Regions from separate parts of the Oryzias latipes genome. Here region 1 is linked to region 2. The links are chromatin contacts, called in public Hi-C maps. All regions are on one chromosome and are shown on one strand. The core of a region is the stretch at or near the end of the contact, and the rest is flanking DNA. Distances in the headings are between cores, read along the strand shown. Region 1 holds the start of bend4 (BEN domain-containing protein 4). Region 2 holds the start of grxcr1 (glutaredoxin domain-containing cysteine-rich protein 1).

Region 1 (4,869 bases), core at 1,564-4,063, 140 kb after region 2:
GATTTTGGTAAACAGAACCAAAACAAAAGCTAAAATGACCACAAATGATAAAGCTTGAAATTATTCCATGTTTACAAACCTAATATTAGCCTATAAATCAGTTCTTTATGAGAGTTAAACTGCAATATTGCAACAACAGCACTGCTAACAGTTCAAATGCTCTTTGGAGCTAAAATTTCAGAGTTTTTGAAAATATTATTTTAGATTGAATTTTCTCTCATTTGGTTTCAATAAGGAAGATTCAAATATAGGAGCAAAACAGACTAAAAGTACAAGAACCTCCTGAAAAACAAAATGTTTGGCTACAATTTCCCCACCATTGGCGTCAAACCTTCATTTTTGGGTTTTGTTTCGGTTTGATAAATGATTTGTGATGTATGGAGGACGATGTTTTTAATGTGCTGTTTGTTTTTCTACCTACAGCACTTTGAGGTGGATTCTTACATGAAATACATTACATTTAGCACAACACGCATGTGTGACACTTTGAACATAAACACATGCAAACGTATGCAGTACTACTGCAGCGACTCGCTTCAAGGCTGTAACATATGGTTCGGCTTTAAACTGAGTATTGTGGTCAAAAACATGCTGAAGGTGTTTCTACCAAAACATGTTGGAAAAAACCGAATCTGAAACCATAAATTGAGCAAATGTGATTAAAAAAGATCCGTTTCAGGAAAGGAAAAAAGCTACTTTTTCCCCTTTTGTAAAATAAAATAAAAACATCTTTAGAATGGACTGATGTTGTATGTATTACTTCTTAGAATCATTCATACTGAGGGAAAAATTTGTGTTTATTCAAGAAATAAAACCTCCCAGAAAACACAAACAGTGGCTAAAAAATCTAAAATTATGATTTTTTTTCCTGGAATGACAGACTAAAATGATTCCGTTTGCACTAATTTCCACTGTTCCGTTTAATCAGAACTCTAATTAATTTAGCATCACCTTAAATGGAAAAAACATTGAAGAAATTTTTTTTTTATATATATTTTGGAATAAATTCAGGCATGAAGGGGTCAAAACCCCTCCCATCCAGCAGCAGCTTCACCCCAACAGGTTTAGAAAGGTGTCAGGGCTGAACTGCTCCATCCAAATGTTCTGATTAGGTTTGATGATGAGCGAGCCCTCAGCGTGAATTTGGTTTATGTGTGGCGGCGCAGAAAGGCCCGCTGGGAGTTTATTTGGAGAACATTAGGATAAATGGACACGCCGCATCATCAGGATCTGATCCTGTTTCACTGATAACAATCTGGAGTGTGGCGAGGTAAAATGAGGCTTCTGGGGCCCAAATTCAAGTGGGTGTAAGATGAACTCTATGCTTGGATTTTGCTGGAAAAACAACTTTGAAACACAAGGAACTCTTTGGGTTGCTGGGGCTGTAAAATGACAAATTTAGAATTGAAAAACATCTGAGAAGGTGAAAATAAATGGGTTGAATTTAGAATTATTCCAAAAACCTTCAGTTTCATTATTTAAAAGAATAAGAAGGAATACAATAGGCACTTGGAAGTAACCAGTCCTGTTCAGATGACCTCTGACCTCTCCACGGCTGCCAACATCTATGCTCAGCATGAATTTCCACCTGTTAAACATTCAGCTCCAACCCATTTAAAGAGGAAAAAAGTTATTTTTCCACCCTGTTTTACGCAGACTAACTTCTCTGTGAGGTACAAGTTCTAAACTGCTCTCCAGAACTTGTTCTCACTCGGAACTTACGCGCTGCGAACTCGGTGTCGTCCACCTCCCTGTCGTTGGTGCAGCTGCCCTGATCCAGCCGCGCCTCCGCGGCAGCGCAGCAGTAGCGCAGCGCGCAGGTGCCGCAGCACACGGTGGCGTCCGCCGTGTCAAAGTCCTCGGGACACTGAAAGCCCTCGTGATAATTCCCACTGGTGTCCAGCCAGCCGTGACAGTACTCCCCCTGGGCGTCAGAGATCCGCAGGTTCCAGGTCAGATACCCCAGCAGCAGGCAGTTCAGCAGGCGCTCCATCCCGGCGGTCGGTCGGTGGCTCTGCGCTCCGAGCCCGTCCGAGTTCAGGTCCGCGTGCTGAGTGTGAGGCAGGAGCTGCGCGCGGAGACTTTTGGGACCTTCATCTTTTAGAGCATCCAGACGTGCAGGATCCTGAGATGCAGATCCAGACGTGTGAGATGCTGCGGAACCACAAATAAATCCTGTAGATCCAGACGGAAATGTCCAAAACTGATTCAAGCAGCGGAGTCAAGTGAAGTCCCTCCAGCGCGCCAGAGAGCCTGTGTTCCAACTGAGATCCCCTCACCACTGATCTGCTGCTAAACTCTGGGTACGCGCGCACGCACAGCCCCCACCACACAACGTGCGCGTCCTCGCGCTTTGGCCGCTGTAAGCAGATGTGACGGTGGAGGCAAAACTCCAACTGCAACACGTTTGTCCAAGCAGGAGACATATTTACATTTTTCCCTAATCCCTACCATTTATGCTTCTTTTAATGTTTTGATTGAATGTGATTGATTTTTACTGTTTTTTTCCCCTTTGCAAAAGAAAATGATGAACTCCTGGTTGCATCTTTCTGTTCATTTTTTTTATTTCTTGTGGTCAATTTATGTGTCTTGTGTTCCTGCAAACAATCATGATTTCAAAATGGGGGTCCCATCTGACCTTTTGGTCCCTGTGGCCCCCAATTCTAAACCCCCAAAAATAAACTATATTTAATAGCTTGGTGATTTTCTGAAATCAATGTGTTCCCTAACTTTGCAAATTAAAGTAAACCACAAGATACATTTTAGAGCAAGAAATATAAACATCACGCAAGTATTTCAAAAAAAATTATCTTTAGAAATATTTTATGGGTTGCTGATGTGTAGTGTTCATCCTAATGTGCAAGTCCCTATACTAAAACTACTAATAACAACCAAAATCGTATTTTTTTGTCTTTTTTTTGGGGGGGTTAATCATTTATTTTCTACTTGAATCTAAATAAAAGTGATATGAGACAAATACATAAATTATTCATAAAATTGCAGCTTTTTACCACGAGCCTCAGCTTTGTTCAACGCTGTAACAGCTTATTAACCCCCCTCCCCTTTTGTATCAATAATGATTTATTCCAACTTCCACGGAACTGACATCCTTAAACATTTTTTTAAGTGTTTGCATTATTTCTGCATTTGACTGTTTCTGTTGTTAGACTGACACTGCCGAGCTCAACGTTTGAACCTACAAAAGTGATATTTACTGTTGTTTGGGGAAAATTAACAATTGTCCTGGAAAAAGATACTGATTTCTTGTTTTCCTCCTGACGTATGATGCTTCATATTGTAGTTGATGTAGCCATGATGTAGCTACTTTTACCTAAAGTCTTTAACCGCATTACAATAAACACTGTTACTGGGTTGAATCCTTGTTATAGGACTTACAATCAAAATAATTTGGGATCAAGTTAAAATACTTTACAATGAGTTGTATTACTACACAAGGGACAGGTGATTACCACAGAACTGGAAGATATTTTTTAAAATAGATTTCAGAATTATAATCACACAATTAATATATATTGATCCATAATGGGGGTGAATTTAAAACAAACGGTCACAAAACAACTTCAAATAATTTGGGTGATTTCATGGTGGGAAAACATATTTTCTGAGAGATTCCTTGTCAGATGCAATGTTTAGAAATAAAGTTTTTTGTGGTATATTTTTCAAGAATCAGATTAATCAGTGCACTGAATTTAGATAATGACTCAATGGAAACATAACTATAATTATATATTTACATATTATATATAAATATTTATGACCACTTTATTCTAATTACATGTATTTAAGTCATGTGTTTTAGCATCAGTCACCAGCAGAAACATCTGAATTTAGCAGCAGGGTTGTTGTTTTTTTTTCATCTGCTGCTTCAAAAGCTATAGAGTTAGCGCCCCCTTGTGGTACTGCAAACTTTTGTTCCTGAGAGGCACTGTACACTCTTGAAGTGAAATGTTTCTTATTTATCTATTTCTTTCTTGATTTTTAATTAAAAAAAATTCTAATTATATTTAAAGGTTACTGTCATCAAAAAGATGCTTTATTGTCAAGAAATAAATGTAATGGATTTATTACATTATTGATTTATAACTTTGAATTAACCCACGCAAAGTTGCATCTACTGCCAAAAAGCTTTTTTTTTATTTAACTTTTTGAGCTTGAAATAAAAGCTTTAGATAAAAAATGGCCTCTGCACTAATGTTTTTTCCATTCATCCTGGTTGTATTGTGAGGCTGCATCCCCGTTGTTCTCCGTGAGGATGTCGGCTGGGAAGGAGGCGGCGGCGGCGCTCAAGTCCCGCCTGTATTTCCCTCTGGATGAGTCTCTCTGTCTGCGCCCCCGACTGAGGATTGGAGCGGCGCCTTGTCAGTAAAGCGGTCCGCCCTTTACGCGCACCGGGAAACCGAGCCAGACGGTGACGACCGGATCTGTCGCTCTTATCAGCTGTCAACCCGCTTCACCACAGCCACCTGAGCGGGAATGGATGGAGATCTGCAGGCCGCTGATGAGGGGCCGTGCGCCCCGAAGCTGTGCCGGCAGCAGCGGGGTCCGTTCAGCTGCCTCAAACCCTTCCAGAGCAAGCGCTCAGCGGGCAAGCCGCGCTTTGAGCGCTCCGCCGTGGTGGCTGTGTTTGGCGACGGGCATCCCTTCACTTTTCACCCGGAGCAGCCTCATCCCCAACAGCAGCAGCAGCGTCTGCCGCAGCTCCACCAACCCAGCGCTGCCATCAGCAGCAGCAGCAGCAGCCAGCAGCATCGTCTCGGGAGTGAGGCCAGGCCCAGCAGCAGGGTCCCCACATCCACAGCATCCTTTGGTCCCCAGCAGCAGCAGCAGCAGCAGCAGCAGCGGCGGCGG
Region 2 (5,192 bases), core at 15-2,514:
AACACATCATTCAAATCCATAACACTAGACATCAGTCCCGCAGATAAAGCTTTACTTTATGAACTTGAATTTATCCAAACAGTTATCCTGCATTTCAAATCCTTCAGAGATTTATAAAAGCTGAGACTTTCTCTGTGGGATCGTGCTGCTTCACCTTGATAAGTATTTAATCTCCACTCTGAAAGAAAGAAAGAAAGAAAAGCCCCCTTAATTGCGCGGAGAGGCTTTATTCGGTCAGTGACACGGTGCGATCACATAATACCAGTTAACAGGAAAACAGTGATGACCTTTTATGTCACCTGCAAGCTCTCTGACCCGTAGGAACAATCGCTGCAGTGCTGACAGAAAGCAGTGCTGCAAATTCATTAACCTGATTAGTTTCTCCTGGAACACTTAACCAAATGCATCATTAATCATTAATTGCTGTGTGGCCTTGTCTGGTCTTTGGAGTCTTCCCGCAGAACAACAACTCTCACTAGAAAGTTGATGGGAAATGGCTTTGAAACACCTCAAGGACATTTGGGACATTAGAGTGTTTGCTATGAAGAAGCCATAAGTTTGATGGACAGTACTTACACAGTTGGAATTAGGAAGGTTTTCAAACAGCGTCTGCCCGGCACTGACTTTATGCTTGACCCCTCTCACCGTCCCATTCTTACTGAGGATGTTGACCCTTTTGGTGGTGAACAGCCAGTCCTTGGTGGCGCCCGCGTGCAGGAGCAGCGCGTCAGGCTCTCCCTCACACTCATCCAGCTCAGAACCCAGAGGTCCGAACAGGTGGGCTTCTCCGGTCGTGGAGGGGGTGCTGGCCCGCTCGGCGTCGGAGCTGCTGGTGCAGTCTGAATCCAGAGAGTCCGAAGGGCCCTCATCCTTGAACATCTCCTTCAGCACCCGCCCGCTGCTCCCTGAGGCCACGCGGAACCTCACCCGCTTCTGCGGCTTCTCCTGCCCTGCCATCAACTCTGTCCCCTCCATTGCGAACCCTCCTCCACATTACATGGCCCCCAGCTCTGCAGTTAGGATCCTTCTTCCTCATTTAGAGGTAAACACGCAGCTCAGACACACTTTTTTTTGTTTCCCATGGATTACTCCCAGGTTTAATCCTCACAGTGTGAACAGATCTAAAAATGACTGGGAGCCTGTAAGCTCCCCTCGCAGTCAAATAGCCACTAAATAATACATGTGTTTCTACCATGGCAACCGAGCAAGCTAATCCCACGTAAAATGATCCTGTCCTTTCAATTATTCATGATTTTCTGCAGAGTTTATAGCAAAGCTTTGATGGAAGACTTTTAACTGTCTGACTTCATACGCTGTTATCAAACAAACATTTCATCTTCTTCTGCAGATAAAAGACAACAGCTGACCTTGGGAGGGCGACAACCCTTCATCAGCTGCTGCAAAATTCTGTTTTTTTAATTTTTGGATGAAACTTGTTGACTGATGAAAAAATCGTATAGTTCATGTTTGGAATTCGTATTCTCCTCATATTGTAGACAGCCCTTCTCACGTGTTCAGCTTTTTTTTCCAACGTCAACAACTTTCTCATTGGCTATTGTCAATGATGTTGGTGATTCCCCTGCAAATTGGCACAGTTTTTAAATAAGATGGCATTTAAAAAGTTTAAGACTTTTTGGAGGACAATCAAATGCACCCTCTGAGCATGTTGTACTCTTGACTGAATCCACATGAGGACTTCCACTTTTATATCCCATCTTTGTGCATTACAAATTTTAAAACGGTTCTTTTTATTTTAACGTGTATGAATTGAATTCAAAAAGCCTTTTCATTAATGTACATAAGTAAAAACAACCATTTTTTTCTTCTTTTTCTCCAAACTTTTTAATGAGTCACAAAAAAGGGCTTGCTCAATTGTTACTGCTGTTAGAAAAAAGGTGGTACTTTGGGTCTGTACCCAACGCTTACAGATCCACTCCAATGAAAATGGTGTTTTTGGTGCTTTTAAAGGGCCAATACCCGGCTATTCTTAAGCCTTTTATAGTAAACAATATTGTGGCGACCGACATTAAGCTGTGTTAATCTGTCTTGTGTTGCTATCCTCAGTTTGTGTTGAGTGATTCTGTTGTGTTCTGTGTTTACATTGGTGGTCTAATTGGTTAGATTAATGGGATTGGAAGAGTGTGGGTGGGGGAGGAGGAGCAAGTGAATAAAAAAGGAATGTCTGAAAGCCTGTATGCTCTGAAAACGAATGGCGTCAGGGCCAGTCTTCCATTTTGTGCTGTTTGGTACGGTTGCTGCCAATGGCAACCATTTGAGCTACATTAAAGGCTTCACATCAGCCGGATGTTACAATATCCATGTATATAATAAAATGTTACCGTTGGCAAGAAAGACTTTTTATTTAAAAAGGTAAGACGACTCGATCCCTGAAGCACTGGCTTTGTGTGGGTGTCGCCCATGTCATGACATCATCCTATAGCCTGCCTCGGCAATGTGTCTGTGTGTCGCCCACGAAAACAAACGATATCCAAACTTTTGCGAAGATGGATGTGCATATTGTGCAAAGAAAATGAGAGCATTTAGCCGATGACTGTTAGGAGAAAGTGTGTGTGAGTTAGCCTGTGCTGGCAGTGCAGACTCTTCTTGGAAGGGGCAGTTCCTCACTTATCTTCGTCACAATGTGAGAACCCGCACATTTCCATAGAATTCTTAATGGGGCTGGTGCTCAGAGAGTAGATTTTTGGAGGAATACTCGGAGATGTGTGAACGAATCAAAATACCACTTTGGGGTTTCTTTTCGTGAGGAAGGAACATTATAAAACACTTTAAAAAATTGATTTGGCATGATAGAGGCCCTTTAACATGTTCTTAAGGCATTTCTCTCATGGAGGACATAGTTAAGGAAAATTAAAATTACATTTTTACAGCTGGATGGCTCCATTTTTGTTGCACAGCTAACATTAGCTTGGGGTTGTGAGGGGCTGTACGCCAGCGGGAGAGCATGTAAACAGATGGGTGATGGAAACTGGGGGCGGGCTTACTCCACACCAGCAGTCCCGTCCAGTCCCATTTGATTAGTTTGTCTTTAAAATTAGAAGTCTGGTTTTGTTTTATTAAATTGGTGTCAAACTTGCATTGTTTTTGAAATGGTTCCTGCAACTCTTTCATTGATTGGACTAATTATTAATATGAGATTAATCATCATGCAGAGGCTGTCTGTTGTTATGTGTGGGCTGGTAATACAGCTTTTTTTTTGTGGTCTGTACAAATATTTACAGTGTTTGATAAAGCAAGAATTGCAAAGATAAGATATATCAAATGACAGGATATGAAAATGTAAAACTTTCTTTTTTTGTGCTGACCATAGTCTGCATTCATTTATTATTGACCCATTAGTGCACATAAAACTATGCCTCTTTTATTTTTGTATTTAACTGCAAAATACTGATTGGTCAAATTCATGTGATGATTTATAAAAAACACGTAGATTGGACATTTTAAAAGCAGAATCTTAATGATACTTTAAAAGACAATTGCCACTGTAATACAGCTGAATGATTTTTTTTTCATGATTTTAGACTTTCTTGAGGCATTGGTCATGTTTTTTTCTGTTTCCTGTAACCCCTTATCTTTCCTTTTCTCAAAAACTTTTGCCTTTTGTCTGGCCACATTTGAAAATAAAAAAATATTTTTCTTAATCCTTCTTGCCCGGATAAATAAAGATTAAATATTGTTTTTTAAGTATTAAAATGACAGGCAACTGGCATTTATGATGTTCTAGCACTCTTGACCGGTCAGTGTCCCCTCAGGCTGTGAGTTCCTTCAAACGGAGTTAAGGTTTGTTTTAGAAATATCTCAGACATCTTCTGTTAGTCTGAAAAGAGTGGCTTAGTGAGATCATCCCTGTACTCCAGTTCATGATTCACTGTAAGGTGATATTATTCCTCAACAGTCCGAGGAGGGAGTGCAGGTGCTGACGAAGTCCTCAGAGAGAAGAAAGGAACATCTAATGTGTCACGGTGACATAATGCTGTCTCAGACAGTTTTTGGTGTCTGCGTGTGTTTGTGTGTGACAGGTTTCCTGGTAAGCAAGAAGCGCTTTTCCTGGAAATGTGTTCTTTCTTTTCAAAATGTTCCCACTGCACATGTTTGCACTTGTTTTATTTGTTAAAATAAAACTTTATAAGGTCCTGAGCTAATTACAATCATGCAATTGACTTCCAGGCCTTTATGATCCAAAGTGACCTCAATTTACAATACAGCTTTGAAAATAAGTTTTGAACTGAACATGAGGATTACACCGGTAGTCATGCAACTGGTAAAATGGAAACGATATAAACAAATATTTACAGTCATTTGTAGATATTTTTTTAAACTTTGGTTTTAGGAGAAGTGTGTAAAGAGCCAATAAGGAAACACTAGTTTGCCAGCTTCTTGAATAAGTAGTGAGTCTCAAACAAAACTGGGTAATTTCAGCTAATTATTTTGATGAAATCCTGTTTTCAAACATTTATGAGGTGTGACCATTGATTGTATATGAGAACCGGACCGAGAGTGTGACAACACCCATGACTTATTTCCATTTCTAACCAAATGAAGTCAATGAAGTTGCCATTTTTTTGGCAGCCAGAAATTGTCAGAAAGTAGTGATTGGTCCAAATCGGTCTGAGTCATCATTTATTACTATGGCAACCACTCTAGCCAATCAGAAGTGAGCTACCATTTGAAAGCGGGCTCAGGAGAATCTGTCGGTCAGAGGCTTTGAATCATAAGACCACATAAACTTTTAATAAGGCATCTGATTGGTCAGTTTATAATTTGAATAACTTTCACTACAGAAAAAAAACACATCCTGAAAATAATTCAACATGTTAATAAATGTATCAGAGCAAGAATGGTTATTCTGACCATGACTGATTAACAGCTGTTTGTTTTCCTTATAAAATTCAATGGGATTTTGGCTTCTTGGAAACAGTACTTCCTATTTGAGGGGGGAGGGGTGACTCGGTCCAGTTCTCATATACAGTTAATGGGTCACCATGCAGAGTATTTCAGACATTTAGATTGGAGTGTAACATGCAGCCAATAACACAGCCTGCACAGTCTTCACATTTTTGTGCATTGTTTATGTTTACTTGTTTTGTGTTTCGCTCTGGTTTGGGGTTTCCCTACTGACAAAGTTTCATTTCATCATCCTTATTAAAACGGGGGTCTTCTTGCTGTGAGGCAAG

The links. Hi-C and Micro-C count contacts between places; a contact is called where the count stands out from the background.
Region 1: a contact with region 2 is called in a Hi-C map of embryo, with 2.3 times the contacts expected there. The contact joins the promoter of bend4 here to the promoter of grxcr1 in region 2. A contact is called at or near these places in 3 of 5 Hi-C or Micro-C datasets (all in embryo).

The regions. Positions count from the first base shown.
Region 1 is chr10:7,321,644-7,326,512 of ASM223467v1, forward strand. bend4 (BEN domain-containing protein 4) reads left to right here and starts at 2,814. Exons shown (of 6, transcript XM_011479882.3): 1 at 2,814-4,869. The coding sequence starts at 4,495. It overlaps shisa3 (protein shisa-3 homolog), which reads right to left and starts at 2,261. Exons shown (of 2, transcript XM_004073029.4): 1 at 1,723-2,261. The coding sequence starts at 1,993.
Region 2 is chr10:7,187,557-7,192,748 of ASM223467v1, forward strand. It overlaps grxcr1 (glutaredoxin domain-containing cysteine-rich protein 1), which reads right to left and starts at 1,265. Exons shown (of 4, transcript XM_011479873.3): 1 at 577-1,265. The coding sequence starts at 975.